Linked DNA regions of Mus musculus: all the other regions are linked to region 2. Evidence: chromatin contacts called from public HiChIP or PLAC-seq and promoter capture Hi-C data. All regions are on one chromosome and are shown on one strand. The core of a region is the stretch at or near the end of the contact, and the rest is flanking DNA. Distances in the headings are between cores, read along the strand shown.

The links. Promoter capture Hi-C pulls out the DNA fragments that hold promoters and counts their contacts. HiChIP or PLAC-seq counts read pairs in DNA pulled down with a chosen protein or histone mark.
Region 1: a promoter capture Hi-C map of stem cell-derived epiblast-like cells shows a contact between it and region 2, with 2.9 times the contacts expected there. The contact joins the enhancer-like site here to the promoter of Tek in region 2. A contact is called at or near these places in 15 of 39 promoter capture datasets (the 3T3-L1 cell line, the C10 cell line, the HPC-7 cell line and 9 more) and 1 of 9 other capture datasets (adipose tissue).
Region 3: a contact with region 2 is called in an H3K27ac HiChIP or PLAC-seq map of embryonic stem cells, with 6 times the contacts expected there. The contact joins the promoter of Cyp2j9 here to the promoter of Tek in region 2. A contact is called at or near these places in 3 of 39 promoter capture datasets (cranial neural crest, hippocampal neurons and pre-B cells) and 1 of 115 datasets of contacts at active chromatin or transcription factors (embryonic stem cells).

The regions. Positions count from the first base shown.
Region 1 is chr4:95,898,157-95,902,237 of GRCm38.p6, reverse strand. The region is part of intron 14 of Fggy (FGGY carbohydrate kinase domain containing); the gene reads right to left. Among named protein-coding and RNA genes, the nearest start is that of Hook1, 67 kb to the left of the region's middle. Within about 2 kb of position 1,342, at least 27 of the 459 cell types and tissues checked have an H3K27ac peak or open chromatin away from gene starts, as enhancers often do. A contact at or near this core is called in second pharyngeal arch cranial neural crest, where this site is marked.
Region 2 is chr4:94,737,765-94,741,915 of GRCm38.p6, reverse strand. It overlaps Tek (TEK receptor tyrosine kinase), which reads right to left and starts at 2,627. Exons shown (of 23, transcript NM_001290549.1): 1 at 2,224-2,627. The coding sequence starts at 2,275.
Region 3 is chr4:96,588,553-96,592,887 of GRCm38.p6, reverse strand. Cyp2j9 (cytochrome P450, family 2, subfamily j, polypeptide 9) reads left to right here and starts at 1,403. Exons shown (of 9, transcript NM_028979.2): 1 at 1,403-1,752. The coding sequence starts at 1,543.

The sequences.
Region 1 (4,081 bases), core at 93-2,592, 1.2 Mb before region 2:
TTTAGAGTCAAGCACGCCAAGACCCAAAGAATGCCATGGTTTTCTTGAGGCAGCAGGCTTAGTCATAACGTCAGGAAGCAGGCCTGACAAGCTTGACAGCACTTTCTACCTACTGCTCCACATACAGTGATTTAGTGGAATGGCAAGGGAAGGGTACCTTAATGCTCATTTAAGCATGTACCTGAAGGTGAAGCACTACCAGAACTTCCTTCGTTCAATGTGTAAACTCCTGAACACTGAGAAGCCAGGACTCAGCAGGCTGTGAAGAAGGTGAAAACAGAGTCATGTTCTACTCCGTACCTCACAGTATGTTTGCTTTAATCTCAAGGCAGTACCTGGGTAGCTAAAATTGTCCCCCTAGTTCTTCTGGTTTGGGCAGGAAGGGTAGAGAGGATATGGCAGACCCTAACCAGAGTCTTCAGGGACCTGTCTTCCTTGTCAAATTGTATTCATTCTAAGAACATGAACTACGAAGCTGAGAATGTGGGCAGAACCCAGGAAGTACTAGTGATAGCTAGGTGAGCATCCCCAGGTGCACTGAGATTCCAAGGACGCACAGGCACTAAGAGATGATGTTGCAGAGCATGTATCTATCCAAGGAGGAAACAGACTGAGGTTGAAGGACATGGGCTGAAGTAACACCGGAAGAGTGACAAAGGCACTGCTTAGGTAGGATCTAGGGACCTAACATCTCTTGATCCATTTAAAATGCCTTTACAGAATTTTCCCAATACCTGGTGCATAGGTAAGAGAATTAAAGGAGACCAAGCATCAAAGCTGCCGGCACATGTGAATGCCGAGCAAAGGCCAATGCTGCTGCTTTCCTGCCCCTCTAGTCCTGCTCCTCTGCTCTAAACATTGCTTTCATGTCCCAAATGTACAACCATTGCTTTCATGTCCCAAACGTACAACTTTTGACATCAGATTCTGGTCACGTAAGATGGTAGTGGCTTTTCTACAGCAAATCACAATTGTTATAAACTCTGTCAATGTTGTTTTGGTTGTACTGTGCCTTGGTTGGGTGTATGTGACCTGAGGTCACCCTTCTGAGAACACCACAGCATTCTGGATTATGACTTCCCCCATCTTTGAATAAACATGGAAAGCTTTCTTTACCTCTTGGTCCAGTGCTTGTTTGCCATCTGGTCCCTGGTTTGGCTACATCTGCATTTACTTAAGGACTTTACTTGAAGGCCAGGTTTACATATGGGAAGAATGGGAGGGCTTTCCTGATTTCTTCCATATGTTCATTTATTCATATATTATGATTTCTGTAATCTCACCAATGTCGAGTCCTTCAGACAATCCTTATACTGTTCCTTGGGGACCAGATTCTTTGTGTGTTCAGCTGGGAGTGTCTCTGGGAACATTTTTTTTTTACATGCCATTACCTCTAGTGTAGCTCAGCATGGCTTCTAGATGAGAACAAAATTAATGTTCTCAAAGAGGTAGGTTTTTTTCCTTACAGAGAGGGTTAATCTACTTTGAAAGATCTGTGGAAAGAAGCAGGAAACCCCAGAGCTGGCTCCCCTCCTCAGTTGTAAATGCTCAGAATTAGGTATGTGTTCGACCCTCCCCATGCCTGCTGTCCTGATCTCTTTGTTCTGGGACTCACAGATCAGTGTTTTAAGTCCTGGGATAGGCTTTCCCCACTTTCAGCTCCTGAACACAGGCTTGTGAAGGGGAGAGGTCCTAGGGGAATCTCATGCTGTGCATTTTGTGATACTGGAACAATACAGGCTGAGTTGTACTTCCTGTTTTTACAAAGCCATTTCAATTCCTTCCCTACAATACCTCCAGATCTGAGCTGAGTGTGGAGGCAAGAACTCTGGGAAGACCTGGTTTGAGACTTGCCTATTCTACTAGCCTAGGCAGGCTTTTTAATTTTTCTAAGCTTTGTCTTCTCTAAAGTAGGAGCAAGGTTTGCCTGGTAAGGATGGAGTGAATATTAATATTGCTGTGCATAAAGCAAGCATCCACAAATGCTCCCTAATGTGGAGTCACTGGGGAAAATGCCATAATGTGAAGGATCCCTTGCTGGAGAGAGCTGACATGCTCACAGATGGCCAGGAGATTGCCCGCTACAAAGGCTGGGACTTGAGTTTTGGCTGTAGATCCTTCTCAGCTGAGGAGAGCTGGGCAGCATCCAGTGGGGCCCAGATGTCAGCCAAAGGAGGAGAATGGCTTAACCCTTACCTCAGTGGTCTGATAAGCGGAAAAGAAACGCTCTGGGGTCCAGGACCTTTGTGCAGAAAGTAATATGTGTGTGTGTGTGTGTGTGTGTGTGTGTGTGTGTGTAAACATCACCCAATTACTTGAAAGGTTCTTTACACTGTCCTGCACATCAGATATTAAAACTCAAAACAACAATGGATTCTTTCAGCAATGAGTTGGGATTTGACTTGATAGACTGGTTAGGCTATTTGCAGCTTGGGAAGAAATATTCAACTTAGTTTATGTACAAAGAACATATTATTAGTCTGCTAAGTTACCAAGAACTCTGTCAGGTAAGTGACAGGGGCAAGATAAGAACTGTTCCTATAACCAGCCTTCTTGTCCACTCTGCTTATCAGTATGAGGAAGAATAGCACAGCAAAGGTGATCCCATAGCTGTCTCCTGAGACCCTTTCTGCCTCCTTAGAAAAGCAACCCACACCAGGTGGAGAGATGGAAATCTCCTAGCCCAAGGGGCTGTTATGGGGCTCTGAGAATCCAGATGAGGAGCGTGGCATTCCTGGAGGTTTCCTACTGTATGTTTCTGCATGCCCACGGTCCTCATGGATATCATGCCTGCACTGAGATTCCAAGGACACACAGGCTCTAACAGATGATGTTGCAGAGCATGTATCTATTCAAGGAGGAAACAGAAAGGTTGAAGGGCATGGGCTGAAGTAACACCGGATGAGTGACAAAGGCACTGCTTAGGGCAGCTAGGGTGAGAGCTGTGTCAGGGAGACAGTGCCCTGAGGTTGACAGGGCTGCACTCTGGGGACCTGACATCTCCCAGGAGCTCCAAGAAGCCACAGCTGCTGCCCTCCGGTGTCTTGGAATGTTAAGCATAGCAGGGAGCATGTGAAGAGGTACAGGCAGGAATGAAGTATTTATTATAATATCCAGACATGAAAGGCATGCTGAAGACTGACCATAGGCTCTGGTGATAGATCAAAAGCAGAGATCAGAAAGAGACAGAAGCCATCAGAGATAATGGACTCCCTCTGAGGTTTCTGGTCTTGGGTTCATGAACTACTTAGGAAGAGCACTGAGGATCTGAACAGTACAGCCGAGGTGACCCCACAGCTGTCTCCTGAGGCCCTTTCCGGCTCCAGAGGAGAGCAAGCGACACCAGGTGGAGTAATGGAATTCCTCTACCCCCAAGGGGCTGCTCCTGGGCCCTGAGAATCTAGAGACTATTTGCACAGAGCTGCCTTCTCCTTGCAGGAACACGGGGGGGGGGGGCGGGGGGGGCAAGGGGGATGACCAGGAATGAGAGCTTCAGCTTCTCCCGCTGTTCAGTGGACAACAGTGAGAACAAGATCAAGAGAAGGATCCGTCCTGGAACTGCAAAGCTTATGTCAGCTCATCATGTGAATCAAGCCCAATTATTCAGGAAGAGGTGAATCTGTCCTTGGAGGTGCTACAAGACCTGGCACTTACACCCGAGATGTGATTTTTTTTTAATCCTCTTTCTTTTTAAAGCAGCAGACAGCCAGAAAGTTTAAATGTCACCTCTGGGTACCCAATACAGTGTCTTAGCTTCACACGTTTCCAGAGAGGGCATCTTTCAGTTTCTCGAGGTGGGAATAGGAGCACAAAAACATACATAACAGGGGTAAGACACTCGGGCATGGAAAAATACCAAGCTCTCATACATAGAAACTATGGCTGCTGGGAACCACTACAGCCTTTTTCTGGGGGGTGCTATAGTCCATGTGGGCTTTGGACAGGGCGTTCAGGGAAAACACAAACACAGCAGATTTACAAGGCTAGAGTGGTGAATTGGGGGCAGGCAAGATGTAGGTGGATTGTGGAGAAAGCCAAACTAAACTCAAGATTTAGTTCCAGCAGAGAAAGCCTGGTGAAA
Region 2 (4,151 bases), core at 1,378-3,877:
TGAAACAGAAGTGGTGTTTTTTTTTTTTTTAAGTGTACACAATTCTTTAGAGCCTGCAGCCAGGTTTGGTGTAGATATGGAATTAAAGAGGGGGTAACACTGCTAAGTTCTATGAGAACTTGTTTGCAAGCTGAAATTGGCAATAATACTCCAGTGGAAGGAGCAAGCGCCAGAATCTGAGTTGTTATGGAAGCCACAAACCTCTTCCAGTTTATGCCTTAGCAGGCTGCTTTGCTACCCAGAGCAACCTTTATTGAGGCAAATACAGAGTCTTTATTCTTCCATTATGTTTGTTCAACAAAAAAGGAATATCAGGCCACCAAGTAGACTAGACATATAAGCTCTATATCCCCTTCCACATTAATGAAGTACACTATTAGAGTCTGACTTGAAGGAAGAACTCCTGAGGCTGTTTGTGTGATCACCAAGCCTCACTCAAGTTCATGGAAGCTTGGGTACAGAATGAAAGTCAGGAATTAACAGAGACCTTCAGCAGAAACCAAGCTTTCTGTGTTCTACTTTCTGACAAGAACATGACCTCCTCCTTCTTGTCATCTTCGCTCCAGAAATCAGTTTCTAGCATCAGTGAGACAACTGTTTTGGAACAGAACTTTTTTGTATGAATTCATGACAACTTTTCTAAACTTATTTGTAAAATGCCATAAAAAAGTCACTTAAGGAGAAAGACTAAGTTAAAATAGTTCTGTGTATGTGTGCGTGCACATACGTATGTGAACATACTATTAGTTTATTTAACTTAAAACTAAGTCAGAGCAGAACTAGATACTTGGACTTTGTATTATTATAGTCTCTGGTGTAAAATCAGTCCCATATTCTATAACGCTGATCAGTGTGACTTGTGGAAAGCAAGATGAAAGTGAGGAACCATAATTATTATTTAAAAGTACATAGTAACAAAGACATCAACCTGTCTCTACATTAATATAAAGACGAATCCAAATTTACAGCAATATATTATGCTGTTATGTTAATTATAAGTAAGTTACTACATAAGTAATTGGCACCATCTTAGATACTCTTTCAGCAATTTACATTACTCTTAAATATTATTAAATTTCTGATATGTTGGTTGTTGAAATCAAATTGAAAAGTTACATGAGAAATTGCACACAATTATCATACTTTACTGGGTTAAATTTTTTTGAATACTTAACAAAATATTTAAACATATAGAAAAATATAAAAGTAACATCAAAAGTATTTCTTTGTATCAAATGCTATACTATATATAGCCTCACCATTAAGTTTGATAAATTTTCCCAAATTCATCTCCTGTGTCAATTACATTTTTATCATAATAATTAGAATACTTCCAAACCAATTCGGGGAATCCTATGGCAATGATAATGTGTCTGTGATCTGCAGTTTGGGTCCCCATGTTTCTCCTAGCATGGTTTACCTATGCTGAGTGAGTTACAAGGCACCCCACTGTGTAGAGCCTGTGATACACATACAGAACCCAAGCTCATCCTGGCTGCCCTCTCTAGAGGTGCCACTACAGGACTTGGCAAAATACTGAATCCGGTGAGCTTGGTAATTGACTACATTTTAGTTAGCTTGCTAGGGCTAATCTTTATGTGAAACATCAAAAAATTAAAGTCAGTGGCATAGCCCTAACTCCTGGACCCCTACCTAAAAGACGAAAAGCCCTTAACTGGACTACTGAAATTAAAAAGCATGGAGATACACAATCTTTACAGAAAAGTGGTCTTGTTTTTAGTTAACAATGACGTTTTTGTACATGGCTAGGTAAGAATTTTGTTTCTACCAAAAAAAAAAAAAAAAATCATTGAAGTCTTTCTTTAAAGTGATTACAACCCAAATTTGTTGTTATGGATAAGAAAACACCAGAATGAGAGGCAAGAAAGAATACTCCAAAAAAAAAAACAAAACAAAACAAAAAACAAAAAACAAACAAACAAAAAAAAAAACCAGATCCCTTCAAATAAGGTGACTTACTCAGTCCTGGGAGAGACCGTGCAACCCAGGAGGCAGCATCTGTCTACAAGAGATGGCTAGAAAACCCAGCTGGTGCCGCTGGAATCTGAACTTCAAAACCGTTGCCATGTGTAAACTGGAGAGTCTCAGAAAAGCAGTGTCAGGGTCACCAAATCGAAGGTTTGGTGAGAGAGAGAATGGCGAGAAGTCACTGTTGTTAAAACATGACACACACACACAAATAAACATCAAGCCAAAACTTACCATAAAGGAGCAAGCTGACTCCACAGAGAACTAAGCCGGCTAAAGAGTCCATACTTCCCCAGATCTCCCCATCCAGCGTCCACAGATGAGCATGAGTCCCTGGGAAGCTTTCAACAACTCACAACTTTGCGACTTCCCGCTCGCATGGTCCACTCGCTCTTGTTTACAAGTTGGCGGCAAGGAGAAACACCACAGAAGCAGGCGGTAACAGTCTCATTTCTGTCTGAGCACAGGGAGGGTTAAGTTCCTTTTTCCTGTTTCCTTTGCAGATTAGGATGGGAAAGGCTGTATCTTAAAGGCACTTGGTATCAGCAGGGCTTGGGGCAGAGCGAGCCCTATCCATCTTGCCCTTCATCCAAGGCTTATCTTCTGCTCCTGCTCCGGCTCCTGCTCCTGCCTTAACTGGATTGTGGGGCAGAGGGATCTTTGTTACAAGTAAGGTCCTGGTCAGCATTTTCAGGAACAATAGGGGTATCCTCTCATAGGCCAGGAATTGAATAACAAGCCCTCCACCTATGTATGGTATGCGATGAGGACCAGCCCTTGCAGGCTAAGCTGTTCTCTGGGGTGCATTTGGGATCCCTGACAGAAGGGGCTTTGGGGCACGGGGAGCAGCACTTGCTCTCCTGTTTTTGTTTTCACTCACAGGGTTTGAATTGGGCAACAAAGTTTCCTGTGATGAGAAATCATAACCTGGAAGGCAATCAATTTGAGGGAGCGTGGTTGAGGTCAGCTCTCAGCGGAGCCACTAGAGACCAGATTCCACAGCCATTAGCCTATTTTCTTACACCCAGATCGCCTGCCTGTTGGCCCTGAGCCCAAATATACGCATGCTACTGGCTACAGCTTTAATTTTTATTAGCATTTCATCTGAGTGTGATCTAATTCGTTGGAGAACTTGGCACAGGAAGATTTTAGTAATGTGAATAATTTCATAGTTATTGGCAAACAGAATTTCAGATGCAAATTATATACAAAAATATGGGAGAGGCACTTTTTAAGAGAGTGACTTGCTCTACAGCTTAGGCAAGCCTGGAACTAGCCTGGAGCTCATGATAACGATGCTCCCTCAGCCTCCCGAGTGTTGATACTACAATCATAAACCACACTCTTGGATTACTCCGGAGATTTTTAAATAATCAGGCAGGTGAGATGGCTCAGCCGGTAAAACCAAGACTGAGTTTAATTCAAAGCCCGTGTGATGGAAAGACAGACACCTGAAAATGTGCACCTCCCATGTGACCTAAATGAATACACACATTCATAAAAACTATAAACAACAAAGTTATAAATCATCTCTATAAAGACCCAACAGAAGTGATTATGTCTACAGGAGCAGAGTGATGGATGAGTGATGAATTCTCCAGCAAGCTCAGGCACCTGAACCTTCCTTACCCAGGTGATCACTTGCTCTCACTGGGAATGAAGCAAGCATGCCACTAGACACACGACCTTGCATCAAGGAAGGACTGCCCCTCCCTTTCCCACCAGCCACAGGAAGAGACACGGAGGCACTGCTAGTCTTGGTGGATTTCTGCCTTAGGTTTTATCACTTCAGGGCTGATCTTGAGTGCCTGTAATGCTTCCAATCTGCAGGGGTAGATAGCTCAGCTCTGTCCTCAGGCACAGCTGAGGGCAGACCCTGACTCAGCTGTTAACAGGTCAAGAGCAGACACTGAGGACTAGTAATGTTTCCAACCTGAGGAGTGCATAGCCCTGTTCAGTCCTCAGGCACACCTGAGGGCAGACACTGGCTCAGAGGTAAGATTATGATAGCTATTTCCATTCCAGAGACTTTTAAATGGCAATAGTATCTCCTTCATGGGTTTTGGTTTTGTGTTTAAGACAGTGTTTCATTATGCAGCCCTTACTAACTGAAACTTAGATATTATAGCCAGCCTGCAACCACCCGCCCTCCTGCCTTGATT
Region 3 (4,335 bases), core at 154-2,653, 1.9 Mb before region 2:
CTCTTAGAAACCTGTTCTTTCCTGAGAGACAAAGAGTAGATTCACAGGGAAGGGCCTGTTGGGAGAAACTGAGAAGAAGAGAGGAAGGAGAAATTATCATCTGGGCATAGTGTATGAGAAAATAATCTGTTTTCAACAAAAGAAAAAAATCAAAAGAGGATTGAAAGAATACAAACAAGCTAAGCTTTGTTAAGTTTCTCTTCTTATTCCTCTGTCTCCCTCTTAAGATCTTGGAGAGTTAGAAACTTCAATTTATCTTTTTTAATCAATAAAAAGTTTGTAAGCAGACTGTATATCTATATGTTTAGTGCCTATGCATGTCTAGCCTGATATGTGGCTTAAGGGTCTCCTATATGTGGCACAGGGTGGAAAGTTCCATGCTGGAGACCAAATGTGCTTGGAGATTCTCATGGAAGAGCCGAGAGAGAACAAGCTGGAGATCTTTATGGAAAATGAAACAAACCAGATGCAGAAAGGCGAAGACAGCTTGTTTTCTGCGGTACTAGCCTAGATTAAACTGTGTTTGAGTAAATGGGGTCAGGGTCTGGGACTAGAAATGGAACCATGGAAGGAAAGGAGCAAATCTTTAGGAAGGTACACTGCCAAAATGCAGAAGGGGATAATCTGGGGAAGAGCAGGACCTACAACAGTAGTGTAGGGAATGAGTGGAAAGTGCCAAATATATGCATAAATATTTGTGAAAAAACATGGACATGAAAGTGCCCGTTAATCAAATTCACTAAATTATATACTAACCCTAAAAGTTAATAGGGAGGGAGGGAGAGTGCAAAGTGATGATGGAAAGGCTTCTTAGCATGGTCAAGGGCTGCGGTGTTCAGTTCTCTAACACTACAAAAGGGGGTAGGGGAGAATCAAGACCAGGGTGTTCTTTCTGTGAAGAATCTGTGGATTCACTTAATTCACTGTGAATAGCACTCAAAGCTGGTGAGCTCTTATAAAGAGGCCAGAGCGCTCCCTGGCGTGCAGCCCAGAAACATGGGCTGATACTGTTCCTGTTTCAGAAAATTGCAATCAGTGGTGAAAGGTTGTTTATAAAACGGGAGATCAGATGCACATGATACTCTCTGGGTTGCATGCAAATCACAAGCCTAGAACCAGAGAAATACTTTGTTTATGAGCAAGGTTCTTAGCTAGTCCATACATGCTCAAGTGGCTTCCCCACCCCCAAAGGAATAGTCTCCAAAGGCTAAGACTTGGAACTTGGAGAGGGGCGTGACGGAGAGTCTTGAGGCGGGGCCAAGGGGATGTTTGGGTCCTTAGGAAGACTGGGTAAAAGTGAAAGAGCTCTGGAGACAAAGCTCTGTTAAGACTTAGGGAAGCAGATAAACAAGGCGGGCCAAAGTTGCTGAAGTGAATAGAGCAGGGAGGAGGAGTCTGCAGGCGACAGATTGGAGGGGCCCTGTAGCGATTTGGGGGTTTAAACCACAGGCCTGGTTCATTCTGGGAACTACAGGCAGTGTCCTTGGGGAACTGCCTCAGTTCAGATTCTCATTCCTCCAAGAGCCTGCTCTGATATCAGCCATGCTTGCGGCAGCCGGCTCCCTAGTGGCTGCCATTTGGGCTGCGCTCCATCTCCGGATTTTGCTGCTGTCTGCTGTCACCTTTCTGTTCCTGGCTGATTTCCTCAAAAACCGTCGCCCCAAGAACTACCCGCCAGGGCCAATGCGCCTTCCTTTCGTGGGTTGCTTGTTCCATTTGGACCCCAAGCAGCCCCACCTATCCCTTCAGCAGGTAGGAAGAGGCAACACTGCCTGGCTGCATCCTGAAACTGTATATTGCCATCAGGAACTCGAGGATGTAGCCGAAGGCTGTTGCTGACAGCCCACTAACCCAGAGATAAGGTCTTACAGGTTACAAACAGTTGTAGATTTTCTTGATATCTGTCGATGAAAGATTCCCAGAGTGATTTTATGGCCAGAAAACTTACTGTCTCTGATTTTAAAGTCTTTTAAGTATGTCAAGGTAGATTTGATGACGTAATAATTTATCCTCATAAACACGTTATGTTGGAGTAAGAAATAGGATGTCCCAGATGTTGGTTACACTACCTATCCAGTTTTGTTTTGTTTTGTTTTGAAAGTGTGTTCTCCTCTTGACCTGTGTACATATCAGTTCTCTGATTTGTCTTATTGAGCCTAGTTTGGTCCTTTTGCATCTTTGATGACTGCTCACCTACTGACTTTATCTAATCCAGAGAAAGATGCACTGAAGTTTCCAGCTCCACTAAAAGTCTGCCTGTTTTCCCACTGAGTTGTTGTAGCTCTCCCGCTTGTCCTGGAAAAATGGTTATGAGTACATAGTACCTGTATAGGACTGGAAGGTCTTTCTGCTCTATGACCCTCTTCCCACGTGATATTTCTTATCTACAGTAATTTTCTCTGTTTAGATAGTGAATACTCTGCCATGTGTGACCATCCCTGTCACTTTCCAGTATTTGTGAAGATTGGCTATGTCTGATTATTTATTGCTAATTTGAGGATTTAAACCCATATTTTTCCTTCTGTTCTCCCACCCATTTTTTTTTTAAATTCTGAGTTCTCTGTGTGTTTTTTAGACACTTTCCAAATACTTGCCTCTCTATTCCTCTTTGCTCTTTTCTTATATCTCCTGGATATCCTTGTATCATCCTCCCAGCAGCTGCTCAGTGTTTGTTATTCATTGCTCACATTCGACTGACTTTGTTAACACTATTTTTTCAGGGGAAGCAAAACAACTACAAAACTAGAGGACCCTATCCTCTCTCTATGGCCCAGCTGCCTAAGGTGTTTCCTCCACACACACTAAGAACTACACCAGACACTAACCTGCTCTTCAGTGTCCTGTGCAGCTGGAACTTAAAGGCGGAAAAGCCTCTTGTCTTTGCTCCTTACTCCTCTCCCATAGATTCATTGTTGTTTTGGTTTGTTTTGTTTTTGTTGTTGTTGTTGTTTGTTTTGGGTTTTTCGGTTTTTTTTTTTTTGACATTTCATGTTCAATTTTTTTTTTCTGACTTTCAGTACTTACTTTCCCTGTTTCTTCAGAGGTGGCTTTGGCAGAAGGAAATTTCTTAGCTTTACCCCACCTCAGAATGCCCCCCACTAATTCCCACACTGTCTTTCTCCTGATTGTGGACACTTGCTTGTCAATCTGCTGCTCTTAACAGATTTAGATGTCTCCCACTTAACTCTAGACTTTGTAGTTTCTGATGAGAAATAATTTCCAATTTCTTTCTAAGTGACATCCTCCCCCACCACCACCACCGGCCATCTACTTTCAATTGGTTTTGTTTGTTTTAACTTTCAATTTGATTATGATGTTTATTTGGTTTTTGATTCCTTTGCAGATTTTATGCACCTTTTACATAGATTTTTTTATGTTGCCAAATTGAGAAGTTTTAGCTATTCTTCACACATTTCATTGTCTATATCCCTCTCCACACAAATACGCACACATACTATTTTTCTGGAAAAGTTATTGCCTATATCTGCCTCCTGTTTTTCTGGGGCAACTGGATGTTGATGAATATTTTTATTTCATATACATATATATATATATACATATACATATATATAATCAATACTAATTAAAGAAGAAGAGGTCATGAATTTTAGAAAGAGGAATTAGGGATGACCCTGAAGGGGTTGGAAGGTAAAGAGAGAGGGGTGAAATTATTTCAATACATATTTGTGTATGAGATTCTAAAAATCAAAAATTTATATTTAAAAAATAAAACAAATTCAGATTATTAGCCCTTCTCCCCTCTGCTGATGGCAGGGTAAATTGGAACACTTTTTTCTCTCTTCTCTCTGTGTACCTCTGACACTTCTTAGGCTTAGGAACTTAAAGTCAGGGAAGTCTTTCAAGGTCACATTGCTTGGAATTTATGGCTCAATGCCGTGCCTCACTAATTCTAGGTGTCTTACTTTTGTTTATTTGGAACATTCACTCCTTGAATCTTGCAGCACTTGGGGAAAGAAGACATTATCTTTAGTACCTAGGTTTAGAACACTGGTTCTCAACCTTCCTTATGCCCTGATTCTATAACACAGTTTCTCATATTGTGGTGACCCCCAAGAATAACATTTTTTGGTTGCTATTTCATAATTGTTTTTGATGGGCTCAGGCAGCCACTATGAAAGGGGTCGTAGCTCACTGTCTTAGATTCTGTTTCTCCCTCAAGAATAAGCATACGATCCAGATGTGCACTCATTGCCAGTTAGGACCCCCTTAACTTAAACTAAAATTTCACTTATTCCTAGAACAGGCTTGTCAATATTATAAATGAGCCAATAAATCTTTTTTGAAAAGCTTAAAACACTCATGGACACATTCATG